Regions from separate parts of the Danio rerio genome. Here region 1 is linked to region 2. The links are chromatin contacts, called in public Micro-C maps. All regions are on one chromosome and are shown on one strand. Each heading gives the region's core, a stretch centred on a gene start, on an enhancer-like site or on the middle of the called end of the contact. The rest is flanking DNA. Distances are from core to core; before and after follow the strand shown. Region 1 holds the start of gnl1 (guanine nucleotide binding protein-like 1). Region 2 holds the start of pals2a (protein associated with LIN7 2, MAGUK p55 family member a).

Region 1 (5,501 bases), core at 3,001-5,500, 180 kb after region 2:
ACACACAAACACACACACACACACACACATATATATATATATGTGTGTGTGTGTGTGTGTGTGTGTGTGTGTGTGTGTGTGTGTGTGTGTGTGTGTGTGTGTGTGTGTGTGTGTGTGTGTGTGTGTGTGTGTGTATGTGTTTGTGTGTGTGTGTATGTTTTTGTGTGCATACATATGGTTAAGGGTGGGACCCTGAATCACAGCATTGTAATATACAGTACAGTGTAATAACAGAATTTCGAGGTTTTAGCATTAAACCATTATGTGTTTTTAAAGATTCAGATTTCAGGGTTATCACTACATGATTCAGTGACTAAATAGCTGACTTTCCATGACCTAGAATGATCGTAAAAATAAGCTGCTGTTGTGGTTTGCATATCAAACTTAGTTTAGCTTGAATATCATATTGCAAAACATGAATAGCCTCTTTGAGAACAAAAGATAATGTACCTCAGATTCTGAAAAAGATCTGAGGTTTTTACTGTTTGCGTGGCTGCGTGCAAAGTGCTCCCCCTGCTATATTTGATAGCTTAATAGTAGTTTTACAAACTTTTTTACTTTTTAGTCTTCAAAGAGGCCATTTTAAAGCTAAAACTCTTAAAATTTCTATTTTCCTAAAATGTCAGCATTAGTTAACAGGTCTGCCGACTGGAATTGACATAAGTAACTGCCAGTTAGTGAGAATGAAAGAAATAAAATAGTGCTTAGATTAAATAAATTGACATTTCATGACTTGAATAAACAAAAAAGTAAAAAAAAAACTCCTCTGACTTTCATTGTCATGAATAGACCTTTAGAAATTGCTTGATAAACCAGAAATTTAGGTGGTAATTCTGGAGATGTCTAAATTTACTTTTAAATTTATTTATTCATTCATTTTCTTTTGGGCTTAGTCCCATTATTAATCTGGGGTCGCCACAGCGGAATGAACCGCCAACTTATCCAGCATATGTTTTACGCAGCAGATGCCCTTCCAGCTGCAACCCATCTCTGTGAAACATCCATACACACTCATTTACACTCTTACACTACTGACAATTTAGCCTACCCAATTCACCTATAGCACATGTCTTTGGACTGTGGGGGAAACCCACGCGAAGGCGGGGAAATACTTTAAAATTAACTATTGACTTTCTTTTTGTGTAAACAAAACAGGAATATTAATTAGCCATTACATGAAAAACAATGGAATTCAATATTTGGGGATTTAATGGATACATTTTTTAAACTTCATAAACTTTTATTGTATCTAAAAGATATTCCAATCATTACAAAAAAAGATATGCATCATTAAAAAAAAATAATAATAATATAAATTCACAGGTATCTCCTTTTCCCATTTACAGTGAAAGGATTCAAACAGAGGTCATTGTCTCATATTTTTCACAGTCACAACATGCCCTTTGCTTTCAGATGCTGCAACATTTAATGGTGTAACATGGAGGACAATTTTGGCAAGTTTTAGCAAGCAATTCGAAAATGAAAGCTTATCATCATAACGATATTTGACTCAGACTCCCAGCTGAGAACCATTACTTTAAATGACTCAGAATCATGAATACCTTTGTCCTCAGGATAGATCTGATTTATATCCATCTCAAGCTCCTTTTCTACCACCGGCTTAAGGATTTTCTCCCTTGCTGTTTTCTTCCTCTTCTCGACATCCTCCTTGCTTTCTTTCTCAAAGTGCAGCCGGAATCTGCAAAACAAGCCAATATGAGATGAACAGGACGATACAGGCCTCTGCCAAATTAGCTTATGTTTTATGAATGAGACAAGGCTGGACTGACTGTTTCACCTGTCCCGGCTCACCTGTTGGGGTCATATCTGCCGTCTCTGGTGCCAGGCTGATGGTTGATCCGCCTGATGTCTGTCGTCTCGCTGTCTGATGTATCCGACTGTCTGTCTCTGCCAGGTCCTCTCTCCACGCTGGCATTTCGGCTGCTGTGACCTGACCCGGTTTCTCCTGCACACACATAAACAAAAACTTTAAAGAGTGAGGGCTTATCTTGAAGACTTTGAAAGCAAAGCAGCATCAGTCTTTTTGTTTGTGACAATACTTCAATTGGAATAGTTCCATTAAAATTGCATTTGCAAGCTCTCGTCAACCAGCAGGGATAGTTTACCCAAACGGATAGTTCACCCAAAAATGAAAATCTGTCGTTCATTTTAACTGAGGTCAGTCAATATACAAGTTACTTTTCTTTTATTCAGCAGAACACTAAAGAGATGTTTAGATGAAATTATTATTATTAAATTACTATTATTATTACGTTTAAATCACAGACTCAATAAATGTCCTGAATGTTCTGGTGCAATTTCACATGTGGAATGTAGTGCTCAATTGTATATTATAATGGTACCAGTTAAACCTTCATGCATAATCTTAAACAGCAGGACTGAATTTTTAAAACACTGATTTTTGTCATTATGTTACAAGAAACTTGTGCTTAATATTGTTAAACAATTTCTTGCTGATGCTGTGGATTGAAGTTAATGACATTGTAAATAATGTGTAGCTTCATTCACAGACCAGTCGTTTCACTTCATAAAACCTCATTGCATTGTCATCAGCCAACGGTATTAATCGTGTAATTCCTGTTATTGTTTTTATTTACTTTCAAAGTGCAGATAGATGTTGACCTACATTATATGAATCACCACGATTTGAGCGAAAATTCAATGTTGCTTTAAATCATTTTAAGTAACACATGCAGTATCATTTTTTAAATTTTATACTGAAAATATTACAGTAAAAACATAATCCCATTTATAACACAATGGAGTTCAATGCAGAATACAGTAGTCAAGCTGCTCCTGCCTTCAGCTTCATTTGCTCGCAGATGACTTGTGCATTGACCTATATCTGTCAAGTGACAGCATTTACATTTTAAACGTCTGACTTATTTACACCATTTAATTGTATCACTTTATTTCAAGTGGATCGTCAAAATGATGATATCTGTCAAAGGCTTTCTCCCACTCTATTCAGATGGGATGGTGGGATAATCAAAGGATACCATGGGCCAACTTTGGCCCGCGGGTTCTACTTCGGGCATCTCTGCTATTGACAATTTTGAATGTGCAGCAATATTATGTGCAAATTGCAATGTAAACTAAATATGTGTGTTACATAGATAAGTGAATATGTGTAATACATAAATATGTGTAGTACATAAATAGTGTTATTGTACTTATTCTACAATCCCTAAACTAGCAGCTTATGAATAATAAAATGAGAGTAAGCTGTGACAGGTAATTGCAAAATTACTGACATAAAGAATTCAAAAGAATGTCTAAAAAGAACCACGAAAATAAAGTATCACTCTCATTTGTTTGTATTAAGACCTTAATACTCTTTCTGTGGAAAATAACCCACGCTGCTTCTGCTGTAATAATCATGTAATACTCTGATGAATTACAATTATTATGCCAATAAAATTAGATTGATGACGACACATAATAATCACTTTAAAGCCACATCACTGCTTCATCAGCAGCAGTTATTTTAAGTAGTTTTTCTGTGTACTAGAGCCGAATACTTAGGCAGTTAATTCAGCCTGCTTTAGCATGTATTGATCGCTTTGTTATTGTGTTACGTAACTTCACGCTGAGTCTGCGCACTTACATACCGCATAACACAAGCGCTAACAACAGCAAAACACAAGCCGCTCAAAATGCGGTGAATAATCATCATCATCATCAGGCCTTTCAGCGTCATTTCGCAGTTGACAGATAAAAACGGAAATCTGGTCCATGAAGACAAATAACCGTTGGGGCGCGTGACACTCGAGTTGTCACGAGCAGTTGTTTATACTGTACACGACCTCCATAATAAGCGCAATGTGATGGATTTATGCTGTTTTATTAATTAAATTCAGCGTCTTCTTTCGTTTCCTAGTCAGACATAAATTTGACAGCAGTATGGTGTCAAGTTTGGTCACAAGCATCCACAAAAACTTAGCAAGCAAAGTATTTAGAGCAGCGTAGTTGATCGGCGACTGATCTAACATGGAGGGACATGGTCACATTACTGCACACTGAAATATAAATCATAAAACAAAAAATCACGTGGCTGGCGTAGAGGGTCTGCGAGCGCGCTAACTCGGCTAAGCTAGTTACCCACCTCTCTTTCTCTCGCGTTTCACCTGGAGCTGCTTCTTTTTCTGTTTGTTACTGAAAGGCTTTCTGCGCGGCATGGTCGCATTAATCAAAAAAGAAGGACGAAATAAGGCGCGAGGACGTATCCTCTGTTGTTCGCTCAATATTTACATTCGTGAAGTTTCTCCGCTACTCGCGTGGACTTTTCCGTGACCCCGCCCACTGATGGGGTGGACGCTACCATCATGAACTTCACACATTCAACACTAGGCGTCACAAATACATCTCACTTTGACTTTCCCATTGCTTTATGATGTTCTTGTGCCTTTGTTGACTTTATGCGACGATTTTTCACAAAAGTAAACAAACCAAGTAGTAATTTTGACCCCTATATTTTTGAGTAGTAGTGTGGCACAGACAGTCTACCAAAGATTTGAAACTGAATGCTGGAATTGGTATCAGTCAGCGTTTGTGAAAGCTTTTTTTATAAAGTAATGCATTACAATGTTAAGTTACTTTCTCAGAAAGTAACTGGTTACGTTACATAGTTACCTTGTATGGTAAGTAATGTTACATTACTTTTGAGTTACATTTCTTACCTGAGACTTGATCTCTTATTCTCTATTAGAATTTGCATTTTATTTTTAACAGAGGAGCTTTACAGTTAGGAAAAAGCACTGTATAGAATTCATTTACCTTTAAAATAAACACATAAAAAATCCTAATTTAGGAAAACATTATCTTCTGGGAGCTTTGAAAGTTTAAAGCAATTTGTTAACTAGAATAGCTACTTGGTACTTTTTGTCATATTAGTGAACAAAAATCACTTTGTATTAAGACAATCCCCTTTTCTTCTATGTGTTCAAAATAATGAGAATAGTGTAGAAGATACACCATCTAAATGCACTAGCGCGCATCGTCAGTAATGTATCCTGGCCCTGGGGTCACCGGGTGTTTCGGTCTTCAACTATCGACATACTCACCCAGGTGACCCAGATAAGGTTGATCAGACCCCAGCTTGCGTCCCAGTAGCCATCACCCACAGATCAGCCCTCATTATCAATTGCCGTCTTGTGGCTTTCTCTGCAGCTTCTCAAACAGACTTAAAAGGAACCTGTGGTAAAAAAAATCTACTTTTCAAGCTGTTTGGACAGACAGATGTGTAAGTATAGTGTATAGACCATAATGTTGGGGTGATATAAACACACCCAGTCCTTTTTTTTTTCAATTTAACAACATAAAAACGGTGGACCAATTGGATCAGTTTTCAGAGTGATCGCAACTTGACGTAGGAGTGTGGTCCCCCCGCCCACCTATATTGATTTACAGGCCCATTGATGGACGTCACCATATGCTCAGTTTGTTGATTTACGTCCGCCATTTTCAGTGTGAGTCAAAGC
Region 2 (5,494 bases), core at 2,170-4,669:
ACTGATTCTCGTGTGTCAAATAAGAGAGAAATGCAAAATGTGCAGCCAGAGAGGTCCTGCGGACTGGAGATGGGAAACACCAGTCAAGCATTTCACTCTGGAACACAAACATCTAACAAGCCAAGAGGGCTAATTTAAACCAAAATTTCATGCTTTTACATTATTAATTTTATAATATTATGCTTCATATTTAAACAAAAAAGCATTACTAGTGGTCAGTAATTTTAACTTTACCTTGTTTTAAGTATTTTATTTTCAAGAATTAAATTAATGTTTTTTCTTAATCTAAAAAAGGCAAGAACATTAAGATTATATATATATATATATATATATATATATATATATATATATATATATATATATATATATATATATATATATATATATATATATATATATATATATATAAAAAACACTTAACTCTTTTCCTAAGTTAAAAAACAGGAAGCAATGGCAGTCAAGAAGAATTTTTTTCTCAAGAATGCATTGTGAATCCAGCCCCAGCAGTATCTTGGCAATTTCAAGCAAGCAGTGTCACACTCTGACTTGGTCTTGTGTGTTTTGCTTTGAATCATAGTACACAATGTGTTTTCTGCAGTGTCTGACGTAGAATAAAATGTTCACACGAATAGCCTGAGGCCAAAAGGCTGGGGAGTATGTAACTAGGCCAAGGTGTTTCAAAGTAGAGGAGCATATTATAGAGGCTTTAATTCAGAAACAAACTTATCAACATAAAATGTTTCCTCAGACGTTTGTTTTCAAACAACTGCAATGAATTAAAAAACTAGTTTGCCTAAAAAGTCACAATTTACTCGTCTTCCACTTATCCAAATCTATTTGATTTCTTTCTTCTGTCGAATAAAACATAAAATAAAAACAGTGGTTGGAAACCACTGGCAATTATTCTTCTTACTGTACTATAAATCTCAATGATTCTGTTCATTGTTTTCTAAATATCTTCTTTTGTGTTCAGCAGAAAAATAAACTCATGAAAAACAGGTTTAAAACTACTTCAGGGTGAGTAAACTTTCATTCTGAAGTGAACAATCTATTTAATAGTCACACTTTACAATAAGGTTACAGTAGGTAATGTATTTACTAATAAGAACGAAGTATCATGACAAATTAATTATTTGTAGCCTACCGCTTCAACTACCTGCCCTGCATGGTCTTTGTTTCACTCATACCCATTTTTTTCCCTTCACTCTCCTATTGGTGAAGTTTTTTTTCCCTCTCCGCTGTCGCCACTGGCTCGCATGGTTCAGGATTGGTAGAGCTACGCATCGATGAATTTGCTCTTCAGTGTTTGGACTCTCAGTAATGATTTCAAATCACACTGAACTGAGCTAAACTGAACTGAACTTAAACACTAAAAACTGAACTACACTGTTCCAGTTACTATGACCATTTATGTGAAGCTGCTTATTTGTATATCGCTAAAAGCGATATACAAATAAAGCTGAATTGAATAAATAAAGATAAGTTACACACAAATTACCCAATGGGATTACACAATGGGACTCTGGCATGAATAGGCAGAGTGATCTGTGTCGTTTTAATGCTGTCGACAAATTTGGTTGGTAAATGGTGCACTACTAACAGTATCAGAGGTTTTTGCTAAAATTTCAAAGTGTGAAAGCAAAAGATTGAAGCAGTGTACTGACGCTGTGACATGTTACCTGATTGATTTAAAAGACCGAAGAATTGTTAGATAGAGACAAGATTAATTAAATATCATGTTCAACTACTATAGCAAGACGTTATCCAGTGGTACATCCTTAATGAACTGTCCGGTGTGAACTGCTCTCTGGGATCCAAAGACATGCGCACTAGGTGTTTTGGTTAAGTTAAATTATCTGTAGTGTCTGTGTGTGAATGGCATCTGCTGCATAAAACAAATGCCGGATGAATTGGCGGTTCATTCCACTGTGGTGACCCCTCATTAAAGGGACTATATTTATTATTTCATAGTGCACTATAAAAACATGTTTTATTGTTCTTATTAAGAACCATAATCACTGCCATTAAAACACCTGAAAGTGTACCAATTGTATTAAAAAAGTTATTTTAGAAGTAATTTTGTTTAAGTATATGTTGTTTAAAAGCTAGGTAGTATAAAAAGTCAGTCTTCCATCTGCATATTTCCACAATAGTCAGATTTTTTCAAACTAAGTATTATCAGAACTTAGCGAACCATCAAACTTAAATTTACTGTGCATTAAAATTCATTTTTTTCCTTTTCATTTGTCCTGTGTGATGAAGGTAAAACGTGATTTGCCAACCGCCAGATAAAACTTAAGAAGGCAAAACGCGCATGTGCGTATTTTCCTTAGAAAATGTATGCAATTTTTGATTGTAGTTAGACGATGAACAAATTAGAGCTGTGCATTATTCAGTGTTTTTCTTTTAACGTGCTTCTTTACATTATTCAGTACATCATCTTTAGCGTTCAAACAAATGATCTCAACCAGGTTTGGAAGTAGTGGAGGATGAGTAAATGAACTACTTTCATTTTTTTGGGTGAACTATCCCTTTAAATATGCCTGACTCCTGGGGTCTGTTTTGCGATTTAGATGTATAATGACCCACTTTAACAGTACTTAGCAGCAAGCAAATGCAGAACAAATTTAAAAATACCTTTGTACGGTGTTGTAAATGAGTTATAACGCACCAAAGCTATATGACCGTGTTGAATTGGGCTGCTCTCATTGTTACATTAAATTCACTCGCGCATTCTTGCTACGGTTGACTGTCCTGGAAGTGCCATGTTTTGTTAATCTGTTCTGTTCTAGTAAAAAAAAAAACCTGCCTCCAGTTAACGTTTCCAGTCACTCTGGACAGTACGTAACACGCCGGAGATTTTTATGATGGCAACACGAGCGCACGTGCGGCCCATTCAACTTCAAGGAAAAGCGCAGCGCGTGGGACGCAAAGAGCACATTGCTCGCGCTCAGTGCTACTACAGCTTTTACAAACCAAACTCGATTGCCCAAAGAATATAAAGTTTACATTGCGAGTTCGTGCTGCTGATTTTCGCAGTTCTTTCATTCATGCCTTGAACTGCTTTCAACAGTTAGCTTAACCAGTGTAGCCGCGGAGTGCTAGCAGCAATCAGCTGTTTATTATTAGACTGCTAACTGGATTTAGCTGGTTAGCGCTCCAATCAAAAGTGTCCCCAGTGTGAGACAGCTGCACAGACATCCACGTGTAGAGCCCTGCTCATACAAACAACCGCACCTATAGCCTCAAATAATTCATAAAGCTCAAGACGTACCTCGCAGTCCCCCTTTGATGAATCCGTGTCCCTGTGAGAATTTAAAGCCCCATAAATTTCCCAAGCAGACAGAACAAGACACTTATCCTCTCTAGTGCTCCCTATGTCAGTCAAGACGCACGGACCTGCCCTTTTCGTTGACGCCCGAGAGCAACGACCAATCGGAGGTATGAGATGCAGAAGAACACGCCTACCGTCCGTTCTATTCCTGTATAATAGTAGTGCATGTGCGACTCATTTGTGAAATACGTGGGACGATTATGTCATTTCTCCGCCCCATTAGTAACTTGCTCATTTAAGATTAAGGGTTTGTATGACCATATCTATAAGATATATATATATATATATATATATATATATATATATATATATATATATATATATATATATATATATATATATATATATATATATATATATATATATATAACTTAATTCTGAATTCTACAGTTTTATATTTAGAGATATAATTTATATAAGTTTATAATAATCTATCAGGAAACGCTTGGATATGTATAAGCATTTATCAACTTAGCCACCATTTTCATGAAATACTCTGTTTACAATAATAATATCACACATTAATCCATAGTAAAATATTACATATGACAGGAATAAATTAAATATGACATCTTTTGGGGACGTGACGTCTTCAATTTTCTGTTAGCTGTCCAGTAGAGAGCAGCACCAGCTCTTTAACTTTCTTTACACTCACTCCCTTCATTCTGCGTTAATGAACTTAGAGCATAAAAAACTATCATTTATATATATATATATATATATATATATATATATATATATATATATATATATATATATATATATATATAATTCATTTAAATAATTGTTAGAAAAAAAATCTTTTGGCTTTTTTTTAACTCTTTGATATGGAGCTAATAATATGCCAAAACAATCGGAATTTGAATTGTGTTAATAAGAAATTCAAATTCAAAACAATTTAAAATGGCATGTAAAAATTCTGACTTATTAAACTACTTTTATCAATAATTCAAATAACACAATTCAAATTCAGATTGGTTTGGCATGTTATTAGCTCCATACCTTGACTTATTCCACACTAACTTAAATGTAAATCTTTAACATTTTAACAATTAACAAAAAGTAATGTTTTAAAAATATTTAAAAAGCAGAAAATGTTTAATTAAAATTTAAGAATTTATTTATGAGTTATAAATGTTGTGTTGCTACTTTTATTAAGATTTAATGATTGATCATTTTTGCAATGCTTTTAATTCATCAACATATTATAATGTACAGAACATGTAAGGGCCAAAGCTGCAACACTGCCACTCTCTGGATACCACTGGCATTACTTTTGTGGATGAAAAAAACTAGCAACACCAAGTAGACATTTTCTTAAATCTAAAAAGAGACAATTCAAATAAAAAATAGAGGACAGAGAAAATTAAATGAAGTTTTATGAAAAATAATTTTTAATGGAAACCAAAGGAATAGTTCACACATTAATTCTGCCATTGTTTGACTTTTGTTAGTCACAAGATGTAATTTATTTAAAAAAATATTGGAACCTTTAAACATTAAATTCCATAGTATTTGTGTTTCATACTTCTAACATTTGTCAAAAGGTCTTGAAAAATCTTTTTGTGTTAGACAGAGAACACTCATAAAGATCTGGAACTACTCAGGTTCAGAGCGTCATTACTGGTTGAGGGTCAGTAATGGTGACTTGGTGAGTAAATTTTCATTTGTGGGTGAACTATCCTTAATGCTTTTCATTGTGACGCAGTGCTTCCTTTTTCTCAGAGGTACAGATGTGGTTATGGTCCAGGAATTTAAATTTTCCTCTCTTCACTGTAAATACACTTAACTATCTTCCTTGAAAAACACAGAACATCATTTTGCTGTCAATCTTCTATTATGTTTGGGATAATTCTTTAATCACAAATGCAGATGATCTACTCCTAACTTTACAGGAGGCACAGACAACACAGACTAATCTCCAGCCACCCTCCCGTTTCGTTATTTTTCCCAGAAAACTCCAATAAGTGGCATAAATGGTACCTTTCATCAATGTTTGGCCTGATTTGTAAATAAAAAAATAACAATGATAAAAAAAATCTGTGAATAACAAGAAAAGGTTCAATTTCATGGGCCTGTTGCACCAGCAGTGTGCAAGTTAAAACGCAGCCTAGTTGTGACTTAAAGGGACACTAAGTTAAAACAAACACAGTACTAAAT

Evidence for each region. Hi-C and Micro-C count contacts between places; a contact is called where the count stands out from the background.
Region 1: a Micro-C map of caudal fin shows a contact between it and region 2, with 8 times the contacts expected there. The contact joins the promoter of gnl1 here to the promoter of pals2a in region 2. A contact is called at or near these places in 1 of 18 Hi-C or Micro-C datasets (caudal fin) and 1 of 4 datasets of contacts at active chromatin or transcription factors (caudal fin).

Annotation. Positions count from the first base shown.
Region 1 is chr16:23,019,298-23,024,798 of GRCz12tu, forward strand. It overlaps gnl1 (guanine nucleotide binding protein-like 1), which reads right to left and starts at 4,251. Exons shown (of 12, transcript NM_001077253.1): 1 at 4,127-4,251; 2 at 1,813-1,966; 3 at 1,563-1,699. The coding sequence starts at 4,199. The region is part of intron 1 of LOC137487900 (a long non-coding RNA gene); the gene reads left to right.
Region 2 is chr16:22,838,802-22,844,295 of GRCz12tu, forward strand. pals2a (protein associated with LIN7 2, MAGUK p55 family member a) reads right to left here and starts at 3,420. Exons shown (of 14, transcript NM_001256189.1): 1 at 3,275-3,420. The region is part of intron 1 of LOC137487900 (a long non-coding RNA gene); the gene reads left to right.